Regions from separate parts of the Ovis aries genome. Here region 1 is linked to region 2. The links are chromatin contacts, called in public Hi-C maps. All regions are on one chromosome and are shown on one strand. Each heading gives the region's core, a stretch centred on a gene start, on an enhancer-like site or on the middle of the called end of the contact. The rest is flanking DNA. Distances are from core to core; before and after follow the strand shown. Region 1 overlaps ST3GAL1 (ST3 beta-galactoside alpha-2,3-sialyltransferase 1). Region 2 holds the start of ZFAT (zinc finger and AT-hook domain containing).

Region 1 (6,905 bases), core at 548-3,047, 840 kb before region 2:
TTGAGAGTCCCTTGGACTGCAAAGAGATCAAACCAGTCCATCCTAGAGGAAATCAGCTGAAGCTCTAATACTTTGGCCACCTGATGCAAAGCACTGACTCACTGGAAAAGACCTGGATGCTGGGAAAGACTGAAGGCAGGAGGAGAAGGGGATGACGGAAGATGAGATGGTTGGATGGCATCACCAACTCAATAGACATGAGTTTGAGCAAGCTTGGGGAGTTGGTGATGGACAGGGAAGCCTGGAGTGCTACAGTCCATGGGGGTCGCAGAGGACTCACACTCACACGACTGAGTGACTGAGCTGAACTGAACCTAAATCACGGATGCACAGAGGATGCTGGAATAGAGGATGAGACCACAGAGAGAAAGAAAGCAGAGAAAGGTGAGGAAGGAATGGGTGAGAAGGCGGCATCTGAACAACAGTCAAGGAGGCCAGGAGCAGGACATGAGGCTGCAGGAGAAGGTTCCAAGGGAGCAGCATGGGCCTGGGACAAGGACACTGCTGGCACCCTGCAGGAAGACACCAAGCCACCTGTCTGGCCTGGCATGGGCCTGAATGACCTTCAGCCCCTAGAATGACCTCACATGCCAGCTGTCCCTCTCCTGTGTCACAGGTGGGGAAATCGAGGCTCAGAGACAATAAGTAACATGCTCAACGTCACATAGCCACCCCCGGGAGGACATCGGCACACAGCATCAGTGAACAAGCTGTGTGTCTCTGGGCAAGTTGCCTGGCCTCTCTGAACCTATCTCTTCATCTCCACGCAACACTTCACTTCCACCATCCCTTTGCCCTTTGCCCACATTTTACCCAACCCCACACCAGGGCCTACTGGGGAACACAGCGATACAGAGACAGGAGGTGAGGACTGGCTTTGAGATGCTCACACCATAGGGCAGTGGCTCTCAAACAGCGTCAGCATCCTTGGGGGGCTTGTAAAAACCCAGAGCTTCTGATTCAGCGGATCTGGGGCAGCCCAAGGATCTGCACTGGTGACAAGGGCTGGTCCAGGGTCCAGGTTTAAGGGAAACTTTCCAGGGCTCCTCTCTCTGCTCTCTAAGTGGGGGCCCACCCACTGCCGCCAACCCTGGGGGCCCAGGGGCTCTCTGCAGCCAGATGCGGGCAGAGTGGGGAGATGGCTCTCTCTGTCATCAGGCGGACCCTTGAAAGCGAGGCTGAGCTAGAGGGCAAGGCACCTGTGCTTTGACTCACCTTATTCTTTTTCACTTTGATCTTGGCGGGGACAGGAACGTAGGTACTGCAGGAGGAAAAGGCAGGTGCTTAGCATGGGGAGAGGGTCAGCTGCCTGGGCATCGGCTGGGGAGGAGAGGGCTGGAGATGCAGGTGGACCACGGGGAGGGGCGGGCGGGCCACCGGGAGAGGCGGGGGGCCACGGGGAGAGGCGGGCGGGCCACGGGGAGAAGCACTCTTCCACCAAGGGGCTCCACCTCCTGCAGTAGCCCATTATGGACACCAGAGGGCGATCGTGGCTAACTTGAGACCCTTCTGCGGAGGCCAAGCTGAGCCCTAGCTGATACAGCCCCTCCTCTGGCCAAGCCAGCTTCCCTCACTGCCCTGCACCCCGAATCCCTCGGGTTTCCTAACCAGGCCTCAGATAGGGAGGCTCTCAGCCATCTCGGCACTAAGCCCCTTTTCTTTTAGGCAGGAATGGGACCAAGTGCGAGCCTGGCCAAGCCTCCAGGTCTCCCTGGAGGACAGAGGTCATGAGGACTAGTGTGAGCTCAGCGAGACACGTGCCAAGCGGCCGGAACAAATCAGATGTGAACTAACTCGCCGATGGTCCAGGCAGGACCTGTGACTCACACCAGAGCCTACATGCTCCTCACCCAGTCTGCCTAGCAGCCGCTTTGACAGTGTGAGAGGCGGGGGGAGGGGGTGCTGTCATAATAGGGGAGCAGCACAGAGATGAGAAAGCTCAGCAGGGTCCACCTCCTGGGGGACTCGCAGGGTGATTGGGGAAGCAAGGGCAACCCACTCCAGTCTTCTTGCCTGGAGAATCCCCTGGACAGAGGAGCCTGGCGGGTTACAGACCACGGGGTCGCCGAGAGTAGGACACGACTGAGCAACTAACACTTTCACTTTTCACTTTGGGGAAGCAAACCCGAGAGGTCTATTGTGTTGTGGCTGGGGAGTCATGAGCAGGAGGAAGGCCAGAGCTCGGGGCATCGGGGTGATGGGAGGAGGGGTACGGGAAGAGCCGGAGGCAGCCTGGGAGCGGGGCTCTGCTGTCTAGGAGAGCCTGTCTCGGGAGGCAGGACAGCACGAGTGTGGCTGTAGCGGGTGGAGCCCCCACCACGGCAGGGGGCTCAGAGGCCCTCACTCAGCAAGGAGGAGCAGTGACCCCCTCCGCCGTGCAGACGCCTCAAGGGGACTTACTGGGAGATGGTGCCCGTGGTGGTGGCACTGATTACCCACTCCAGATCGACAGTCTTGAAGGGGACCAGGACCATGCTGACGTTCTCTGCCAGCTCCCTGAAGCTCTCCGGGTACACGAGGTGGTGGGTGGTCTTCCTCCCGACGTCGGCCTCAAACCCTGCAGTGGGGGCCTTGTTCATCCTGGGGGGAGAGGGGAGAGATGACAGGTATCATGTCACCATCAAAGGTGACTTAGAGGGTCAGCTTTAGCTCAGAGAGGCTGTGCTGTGTCTCACCTTCCTCATCTGTAGAATGGGCACAGGGAGGGCATAGGTCAGATGCTTTAGCTACTTTTTTCTCACGGATGATCTCAGGTGAGCCTAACCATCCCCACCACCAACAGCTGACTCTGTCCCGGTGCAGCGATGTACCTCATTGACCTTTAACGATAACTGGTATATGTATTTTATGGTCCTAATTTTATGGCCAAACTAATCTGAGCATAAAGAATTTATCCCAGAACATAAGAGCTACCCAGTGGCGGCCTTGAACTCAGGGCCTGTCAACCCTAAATCTGACTCTCTCCCCCTCACCACAGACATTCCCACTGGACACCAGTACACTGAGGCTCCCCGAGGCCAGGTGAGTGGTCTAAAGACATAAAGTCAGAGTCCACAGACATGGGGGACAGTTCTAGAAGGGGTCTGAGGATGGCTGCCTGAGTTTCTCATGCTGGGCACTGGTGCCCCGGGTCTGGCGCCTGGTGTTGGGGTGACGAGAAACCCAGGAGAGAGGTTGGCATCTTCCTGGAACATTCATTTTACTTGGAGACAGGGAAACCTATGTTTGCATTAGAAGCATAGGTTACATTATGGCCTGGATGGCCAAGCAGGGACGGACTGCAAAGATGAAACAAGAATCTCGTTAGTCTAGGCCTCCAGCCAGGCCGCTCCAGGCCGAGTTCCTGCCCACTGGGTGCTTCTCTCTGGGTTCAGAGAGGCCTTGCTGATTCATCCCCATCCTGCAATGCACATGGGGAAACTGAGGCCCTGGGGAAGTCTGGACTCCCCGACTGGAGTCCTGACCTCCTGACCCTGAGCCATGACGCCTGCTGCAGCTCCAGGGGCCCAGGTGGGGGCGGCGGGGTGGGCCAGGGGGCGAGGGCCCGCACTCACCTGAGCACAAAGTCGTGACTGTCTATCTGAGGCCCGTACCAGGACTCCCTCAGGTTGCCCGAGTTGCCCACGACGGCGCAGCGCCGGCAGCCCACGGAGCCCTTCTCCAGCAGGGGGTCCACGTCCCCGGGCACCACCTGGAACAGCTCCTTGATGGTGTCGTTCAGGTTATTAGGCTGCTTCTCCCGCTGGAGCTTCTGTGGGCAGAGGACGCGGGACGCAAGTCAGCCAGGCTGGACTCCGAGCTCCTCGGGGCTGGTGACCTGGCTCCTCCCGAGGCTCCTGGAGACAGAGCTCCACCTCCCCCACAGGAGCCACTCGGGGAGACAGGAAGGCCAGAGATCACTCATTCAGTCTACAAATGCTTCCTGAGCACCTGCTATGCTTGGTGGGTAAAGAATGTGCCTGAATGCAGGAGACCCAGGTTCAATCCCTGGGTCGGGAAGATCCCCTGGAGAAGGGCATGGCAACCCACTCCAGCAGTCTTGCCTGGAGAATCCCAAGGACAGAGGCTACAGTCCATAGAGTCACAAAGAGCGGACACAACTGAGCGAATGACACTTTCACTGTCATGAATGTGGTGCAGCTCCGGCCTCTTGAGACCGGGTGGTATGAGTGAGGCACCTGAAGAAAGGCCAGGTGACCCTTCGTGCCTGCCTCCCCTGCCTCGGCTCTGCTCCCCATCCTACCACTCGGCAGCCTCAGCCCAGGACCACTGGGGTCTGTCCAGACCTAAGAATCAGCGCTTCGCGGGATGCATCAAGGAGCTATTGTCTGCTTAACAAATTATTTTCATGTCCACACCCAAGGTCAACTACCCTGGGAATTCCCTGACCCCCAGGCGCGGGCAAACACTGGGTTTATCCTGAGGGCGACCAGCCACCTGGTTGGCCCAGGGTTAAGGAGTTTCCCTGACTTTTAATAATCTGCCTGCCAATGCAGGATACATGGGTTAGATCCCTGACCCAGGAAGATCCCCTGCAGGAGGAAATGGCAACCCACTCCAGCCTTCTTGCCGGGAGAATCCCACAGACAGAGGAGCCTGGCGGGCTACAGCCCACGGGGTCAGACACAGCTGAGCACTAGCACTGGGGGCTGGGCTCTCAGGGACGAACGTGGGGCGAGTGGGTACCCGTCTTGAGGCCCCCTCTGCCCACCCACGTCCGCCCACCACCTCTTGGGGAGCCTGGCCACACTGCACGGTGACCACACGCTGACACAGACCACTCCCCCATCAGAGTGAAACCTGGAGCGGTCTCCTAAGAAGCATCGCATCTCCCACATCACCAGGTCACGGTGCTGTCAATTCAGCACAAGGAAGGAGGGTCTGAGTCCGCTGAGCACGTGTCCCGAATCCAAAGGGGAATTTGAAGCCAGGCTTTTATAAGCCCACCTTAATGTGTCTCCCCCAACACCACCCCTGTCTCAGAGCCCTGGAACCTCGCCCTGTGGAAAGCCCAGTCCCTGGGGCTGGGTTGGGGGAGGTGGCTGTGGGGTGAGTCCCACCTGTCTCACCAGCCTCAAAGACAGGGGAGGGGTTGCTGGAGAGAAAGGTGAGGTTAGCTGTTGCTCTGGCCACTGTCTAGGAAATCAGGGATGGGGGATGGTGTGGGGAGGTCCCCGGGCACCTGGTCACCACCTGGGATGGGAGGAGCCAGCATCCACAACAGGAGGCACAGCGGGAGACCCGGAGGGTGCTGTAGGTAAGGCCACCGAGCATCTCGTCTAGCCTAAGACACGGCACATGCGTGCGGAGCCGTGCGCAGTGACGTCAGGACCACGGGCACTGGCCTACTGTGAACATCACACAGGATGGTGAACATCACACAGGATGGTAATCATGAAAAGAAAAAGGGAAACTAACAAATGCTGGTGAGGGCCTGGAGGATCCGGAGCCCTCGGGCTTGCTGGGGGGAGCGTAAAATAGTGTAGCCACACTGGCAAACTGCTTGGCAGTTTCTCCGCGATTCCCTCGCCAAGTATTAAAAAGAGCTGATCAGGGACCTCCCTGGTGATTCAGTGGTAAGGACTCGGCGCTTGCACTGCTGAGGGTCCAGGTGCAATCCCTAGTCAGGGAATTTAAGGTCCCACAAGCCGCGACCAAGAAAAGGAGAAAGAAACCTGAAATCGGGGTCCTGAACGAGGTCACTTGTGTTCAGAGCGGCATTGCTCACAATAGACAGAAGGTGGAGACAACCCCAGGGTCCACTGACAACGAATGAATAAATCAAATGTGGAGCATCCATGCAATGGGACATCACTCAGTCATTAAAGAGAAAACAGAAAGAAAAAGGACATTTCAATATCCAGTACCAAGGGGTGAATTTTCAAGCACATATGCTAAGTGTTATTTCACTGACTTACTTGCCAGACACAGAAGGACATATTTGTATGATTCCACTTACAGGAGATGAAGTCACCAGATTCATCAAGACAGAAAGTAGAATGGCGGTTGCCTGGGGGGATGAGAGGGGCGGTATGGGGTTTCGCTGGGGTGATGAAAGTGCCAGGTATGGGTAGTAGTGATGGTCACCCAACATCATGGATGCATTTACTGTCACTGAATTGCACACTTATAAAGAGTTAGGATGATAAACATGGTGTGTACGTGGTGATGGTTTAGTCACTCAGTTGTGTCTGACTCTTTGTGATCCCACGGACAGCAGCCCACCAGGCACCTCTGTCCATGGAATTCTCTAGGCAAGAATACTGGAGTGGGTTGCCATGCCCTCTTCCAGGGGATCTTCCTGACCCAGGGATCAAAGCCAAGTCTCTTGAGTCTCCTCCATTGGCAGGTGGATTCTTTACCACTGCCCATCTGGAGAGCCCATGTGATGTCTATTCTATCACAAGAAGACAAAAAGCACATCCAGATCAAACACTTGCTCCTATAGGACCTCCTGGGGCAGCTCCAGGCTCCTGAATACATGGTCACCTGGGGATCTCGCTAACATGCAAGATCTGGGCACCAGATTCGGCACTTCTTACAGGCTCTCAGGCGATGCTGCTGCTTGTGAAGTGGGGACCACACTCTGACAACCCCTGGGATTGAAAACCACAGCCAAGCTCCCCACCAGGAAGGGCCCGGACGTCATGAGGATGCACCCAAGACCAGAGAGAGTCCTCGGGGAGCATGACGCTGCATGCTGGGCTAAGGAGCCACGTGGCATTCTTTCATCCAGCGCTCAGTAGTTAGTTACTGAGCGCCTCCTACGTGACACACATGCCTGCTTTGTCTCAAGGGACCCAGAGTTTGAAGGCTCAGAGCTGGCACCCGTGTTGGGAGGACAGCCTTTCGTTGTCCCATTCACCTATTAGTGACTCACTCCTTGATTCATTTTAAAAAGCTGT
Region 2 (6,543 bases), core at 2,670-5,169:
CTCCCAGCAGAGGCCCAGGTCGGAGCTCTGGTCAGGGAACTAGATCTCACATGCCACAACTAAGAGCCCACGTGCCACGGGGAAGATTGAAAATTGCACATGCCACAGCTAAGACCCAGCACAGTCAAACAAAGGGAAATAAATTTTTCTAAGGTGACTCCACTTAAAAAAAAAACAAACTATAACTTCAAACCTGTAATAAGTTTTTAATATGACTATTTGCTTCACTCTCAGATTTTTTTTCTTAAAAAAAAAAAAATCAGTCAACATCTGTCACACTTTTCCAACCACAAATGTTTTCAAGAAGCAAGCAGGTGACAAAGCACTAGGCTACAGGGCGGACAGACTGGGTCTGGATGAAAGCGATGAAGAGCAGGACCACCAGCCTCCAGGGCACTGGCCTGGGCGGTGGGCAGGAGTGAGTCTCCTGCAGATTCCCAAGAGTTACATGACTCCCCTCAGGTCAGGAATCTGGTGAGAGCAGATCCCAGGCCCCAGAGCACATGTTCATTCTACCCTCCAGGCCGTTCCAGCCCTTAAAGTTGATACCTGCCCTTGAGGAATTGCAAAGACAGTGAAAGTTTAACAGGGTAAACAGTTGAGAACAAAAAGAAAACTTAACTCCAGGCTAAATCCCTTCTACATAATTAAACCAGCTCCTCTCACTGGGGAGGTTTGCAGAAGCAGCCTGCATGAAACTGTCTATAAAAGGAAGTGCAATTACGGGAGTCTTTTTAATATATCTAATTCCTGACTGCCCTTGCCTTAGGCAGAAACTTAATTCTACTGAAGGATAGCTGTCTTTGGAAAGTTGTTAGGTAAACTGTAAGGTAACACAGGAATCATTGTTCTACAAGGTGAATGGACTGAGAAGGGAGCAGTGTGGTAGTAGGCAGATCTCCATTTCAAGGCGGTGATCATCATGGCGGGCTCACCGCCTAGAAGCTGCACCTTAGAGACCAGATGCGACTCCACCTTATCATTTATTGCACTCACTCTCCTGCTGTGACCCAACAACCAAGCAGAGCAGGAGACTCTTTACAGGAATTAGAGATGGCAAGTTAACAGCAATAAATTCTAAAACATGATCTCTGTCACTTACAGCTGAAAATTCAAGGCGACTACAACAATGTCCAGGATTGTTTTTAGAAACTGTTAGGTAAACTCCAGAAGAGAAGTGGGCGGTACACGCCATGTATCTATACTTGGGAGAAGGGAAGCACCAAACAAAGTTCAGTAGGGAAGATCAAGTCTGACTCCACATAGGATCTGTTTCTAATACTTTAACCTTTCTATTCTATTGCTCTTGCTACCAGTTGAGAAACATTGCCTACAGCCTGAAATATACAGAACGGCCCCTTCTCAAGGCTCTGACCTTTAAAGTACAACACTTTTCCATTCCTACAGATAAAAACTTGCAGAACAGAGAATAACATTTATCTTGGAGGTTTATAGAACATTGTAACCAGACCTAGGAGCACGGGTGCAAGAACTAAGGATTCAGATATCAAGAAGTGCATCAACCAACCACTCCCCCTCTCCCCTTTTATTATAAAAGAAGGCTGAATTCTAACTCAGGTACAATTGTGCTTTGGGACACTGGTCCATCATCTTCTCCAGCTGCTGGCTTTCCAAATAAACTCACTGTTCCTTGCCCAGCAGTTCATCTATTGATTCATTTATTGACGCATCGTGTGGCAAGCAGTACGGGTTTTGGATTTGGTAACATCATTATTGTCAGAAAGCATGCCTGGTATAGTTCACAGCTCCTGAGGATCTGGGTCTGCTCCGTCATCACATTCACACACACTACACACACACACACACACACACACACACACACTTTACTGTACTGGCTCTCCTGAGGATCTGGGTCTGCTCCGTCATCACATTCACACACACACACACACACACACACACACACACACTTTACTGTACTGGCTCTCCTGAGGATCTGGGTCTGCTCCGTCATCACATTCACACACACACACACACACACTTACTGTACTGTACTGGCTCTCCTTGTCGGAATCTGACACAGTGGTATGAGGGCAGGACCAAGGGTCCAAGGGCTCTTTACTCATCCCTGCCTGACATGTAGAGAGTAGTATCACCAATGCTTCAACTGAAGAATCCACGAAATGTGCCCCTGGCGTCTGGGCACCAAATACCATACATAAGCTCAAATGCCTTCGGCAACCCTCAGTACTGCGGACACTCCGTGTAACTGCTTCAATATGGTTATAGGCTCAGAAGTTGATGCTGGAGGGGCCGTTGTTGAGGGTAAACCCTATGACACTAAGTGTTAATTGCTTAGTCATGTCCAACTATTAGGGACCTCCTGTACTGTAGCCCACCAGGATCCTCTGTCCATGGGATTTTCCAGGCAAGAATACTGGAGTGGGTTGCCATTCCCTACTCCAGGGGATCTTCCAGACCCAGGGATCGAACCCGGGTCTTATGCACTGTAGGCAGATTCTTTCCAGTCTGAGTCACCATATGACACCAAGCTTATACCAATATTTCTGAAGTCACTGGGCTCTGCCATGGAACCAGGCTGGAAGGGGCAGGAGGTGGTCAGTGCAGCCAGGCATTCACTCTTCCCTTCGATAAAGGTACCCTACAGCAGCCACTGGAGGCCAGGCACTTGAACCTCCAGGAGCCAGAAGTACAAGCCGTACAGCCACTCCGAAGTCTGGATTTCATCCCAAGCTGGAGGAAGTTGATTTTTAAAGCCTCAGTTCTGCCATTTCCAAACTGTATGAAGTTGACCTCTCCGAACTTTTGTTCCTCGTCAGTAAACGACATACAAATTAGAACTGTTGGTAGAAACGGAGAGGCAGGAAGCGCGAGGTCAGTGCCCCAGTGCAGACGCTTCTTGTTAACCACGCAGGAAAGAGCCCCAGGCTCAGTGTCAAGCGGCTCCAGCCAGGTGTTCAGAAGATCCATCCTGCTCTTGCGTCCACGGGCAGAAAGGCTGCTTCCCCCTCGCCCAGAAGCCAGAGACGGATGGCTGCCTGGAGGAGGTGGCATTTCAGTTTAACTTTAACGGGTGAGGACCAAGGGGCCCGCAGGGCTAGGCGGCAGGTAGAGGATAAATTACAGTTTATCACAGGATGTTACAGGGTTACCGGCAGTCAGAACGCTAATAATCTCTGACGTTTATCGCTCCCTCTTCAGGACACAAAGAAACTTTCCTTCAGCAGCTCGGTGGAACCCTGTCCCTCAACACATCCTGCCCAAGGAACGTGGGTCTGAAGGAGCTACCCAATTCACGGAGAAGGAAACTGAGGGCAGGCAAGAAGGAGGAGAAGCGGCCAAAGAGTCGGCGGCGCGGGGATTCGAACAGCCCGCCCACCGGCACGCCTGCGCTCGGTCGCTGGCGCGCACCCCGGCCCCACCCGTTGCCCTGGAAACGGCCACGCGCACGCGCACGCGCGCGCGCACTGCCTTCCCTCGCTCGTTCTTCCGGAGCATCCTCGTTACTTTTTTTCTCAATAAAAACCCGAGGCGGCGGGATACTGCCAGCGACCGAACGTGCTGTCGAAGGACGCCGCTACGTCCGCTCTCCGCCCGGGGCCGCGAATCCCTCCGCCGCCCAGCGGCCCGCGCGCTCCTTCCCGACTCCGAGCTCGCAACGGCTTCCCGCGCGCCGCGCCGCGCCCCACCCCCACCCTATCCCCACCCCAACCCCCAGCCCGGCTCACCTGCCGCCCGCGTCTCCATGGCAACGCCCCCGCCGCGGAGGGAAAAAAAAGCGTCGGGCTCTTCCGGGCCCCCTCCCGCGCCGACCGAGAAGGCGGGGCGCCCCACTGATGCTTCGCTTTTTATTTTTATTTTTTTAAGAAAAGAGCCGGCGCGGTTATGGCGAATCTGCGGCATCCAACATGGCGGATGGAGTCTTCGCCCTCCTCTTCCCGGGGCGCTGACGTCGGCGTCGCGGACGTCAGGCTCGGATGACCCTCCCCCCAAGCGGCGAGAGCGGCCGGGCGGGCCGGGCTACTGCGCGTGCGCGGACTCGGTGTCCTGGCTTCGCTATCCGGTTCCGCGGATATGCCGGCTCCGCGTTTTGAGCCTCTCCCGAAAGGGGGCTCACCGGAGGCCGGGAGTGAGGATTGCAGGAGCGCAAGTCTGCCCTGCTCTGCCCGGAGCCGGCGTCTGCCAGTCACCCTCATCCTTGGACCGCACCGGGCTGGACGAAGGAGTTTCAGCTCTCTTGTCCCAGTTCGCAGCGATATGACTTTTCTTGGCTTTCATTTATTTACTAATTTATCAATCGGGGCGGTCACAGCCGGCCTCACTCTTTCCAAGGTTGCACTGTTTGCAGATGCTTTGCGCTAGGAGTCAGTTCAGTTCAGTCGCTCAGTCGTGTCCGACTCTGCACTGCAGCGCGCCAGGCCTCCCTGTCCATCACCAACTCCGGAGTTTATGCAAACTCCTGTCCATCGAATCGGTGATGCCATCCAACTATCTCATCCTCTGTTGTCCCCTTCTCCTGCCTTCAATCTCTCCCAGCATCAGTGTCTTTTCCAGTGAGTCAGTTCTTCGCATCAGGTAGCCAAAGGATTGGAGCGTCAGCTTAGATTTAGTCTTACAGATAGAATTCAGCAGCTGGAACCCCCTCGACCGAGCGCCTGACTTCTCTCCGCGCTCCAGACTATCTTGCAGAAAGTGTCGGCTGGCTGTGAGCCCGCCACCCCATCACTTACCCTCTCCCTGAATCTGGCTCGCAGCCTTCTCTCTGCAAGCCGCAGCATCTGCTTGACTTGTAATGACCTCCTTTTCCTTTTCGGTCTACCACTTTCTTCAGATCTCAGCTCAAATGACATACTGTAGCGGGCCCTGCCGGGCCACCCCATCCAAAGGAACCTTCCTAAGTCACTTTCTGTTTTCTCCGTAGGATTTATTACTGTCTGACAGTAATTTATCCCGATATCGTCCGGGTCACCCCTTTGGCCACCAAAACTAGGAACAGCCTGACAGTGATTTATTAAATTAATGAGTTCCTGTTGCTTTTGTTTTAAAAGGTTAGCTTCTGTTTATAGCAAATAACGTCTTTCATTTATGGTAGTAATCGTGTAAAGTTTTCTTTTTAAATCCAACTTGTTTACATTTTCTAAAATCAGTCGACTTAAAATCTTTTATGTGGTAACAGAGATAAGGTAAAATAAATGTAAACGTGAACTTGAAGTGAGAAATTTGGGAAATACTGATTTGTTTTTCTGGTTCTCCTGAAATGCTAATCTTTGCCTGTTATAAGCCTTTTCCTGAAATAACCTCCCCTCCTTGCGGCTCAGTTTAAGGAATTCTCTTTCAGCTCATGACTGTTCCCACACTCCTGCTCACACTTCGGGCCTGCACCATCCCAAGCCCACTGAATTTATCTGTTTGCACAGCCCCCTCCCAGTGATCTAGACCATGAACTTCTTGAGCACAGGAGCCACGCAGATTTTTTTTTTTAATCTTTGTTTCCCAGCTCCTACTGCAGTGTTACTCAGTGAACACTTTGGTTCTCATTGGCACTTGTTTTACAGTTAGTAAAACTCCCACGAACATCCCACAACTCTGGGAGATGGTGAGGGACAGTTCCCTGGCGTGCTGCAGTCCATGGGGTCGCGAAGAATTGGCCACGACATGGCGACTGAACAGCAGCACAGAGCATTGAGCTGGAAGACGATGCTTTGATTTATCGGGAAATTTGTCTTGCTCCTTAACCCTGTTCTTGGGAAATAGAGACCCAAGATTATAAGACCCCAAATTTACCCAGTCCATTAAATATATCTTAAGAGGTATCCCCCTACCCCTTCCTTTTATCTTCACAACAATAGGAGGGCTAAATTGGACAAATAAGAATATCCTTTTCAAGAAGAGAAAAATGTGCAGAGAGGTTAGGTGGCTTTCTGAGCTCACGCAGCAGGTCAGTGAAACCCCAGGTGTAGAACTGGACTCTCCATGCCCAATGCTCTCCCCACATCGCATGTGGGATGTGTCTACACTATCCACCCATTCCCAACAGGGCCACTTCAGGGCAATCCTAGGGTTATTGCAACACACCCACCGCCTCCCACAGTGCTTCCCAAGTCTCAAGATAGAAGGCTGAGTGGAACTCATCACAGTCTTTGATTTGCAAATGAACTGCTCAAAAAGCTGCACGGATGAGTGTTCCCTTTCAGACGGATAAATATTTGCAATAACCACTATTTTCCTGCGAATCGATTTCTGTCAGGAAATTAGAGTTATTCTGGGTTGCTGACAGTATTGGTTTTGTGCTGGGTTGCCTTTCTAGCAACAGCATTTAAATGTTACTTATTAATTAGCCAATGGGTTACTCCTCGATGTTGTGACCAAAATGAATTTTGGAAATGAAGCAATTTAAAATTTGTCTCAAAACCCAGTTGCCTCAGAATATTAACAAAGTCAAATTTAAAAAAAATAGTGGATTGTGAATGATATTCCTGAATTAATGATTTGGACAGCTATGATTTTCTCCGTTATTCTCATGGTATTTTCCTTCTTCTCTGTTCAAAGAAGGATCACTGAGCC

The links. Hi-C and Micro-C count contacts between places; a contact is called where the count stands out from the background.
Region 1: a Hi-C map of hypothalamus shows a contact between it and region 2, with 5 times the contacts expected there. The contact joins the enhancer-like site here to the promoter of ZFAT in region 2. A contact is called at or near these places in 6 of 16 Hi-C or Micro-C datasets (blood, hypothalamus, muscle and 3 more).

The regions. Positions count from the first base shown.
Region 1 is chr9:21,035,378-21,042,282 of ARS-UI_Ramb_v3.0, reverse strand. ST3GAL1 (ST3 beta-galactoside alpha-2,3-sialyltransferase 1) reads right to left here. Exons shown (of 9, transcript XM_060419995.1): 5 at 3,555-3,751; 6 at 2,401-2,580; 7 at 1,216-1,261. Among named protein-coding and RNA genes, the nearest start is that of ST3GAL1, 79 kb to the right of the region's middle. Within about 2 kb of position 1,797, at least 21 of the 54 cell types and tissues checked have an H3K27ac peak or open chromatin away from gene starts, as enhancers often do. A contact at or near this core is called in hypothalamus and tail adipose tissue, where this site is marked.
Region 2 is chr9:20,193,314-20,199,856 of ARS-UI_Ramb_v3.0, reverse strand. ZFAT (zinc finger and AT-hook domain containing) reads right to left here and starts at 3,919. Exons shown (of 15, transcript XM_042254054.2): 1 at 3,708-3,919. The coding sequence starts at 3,882.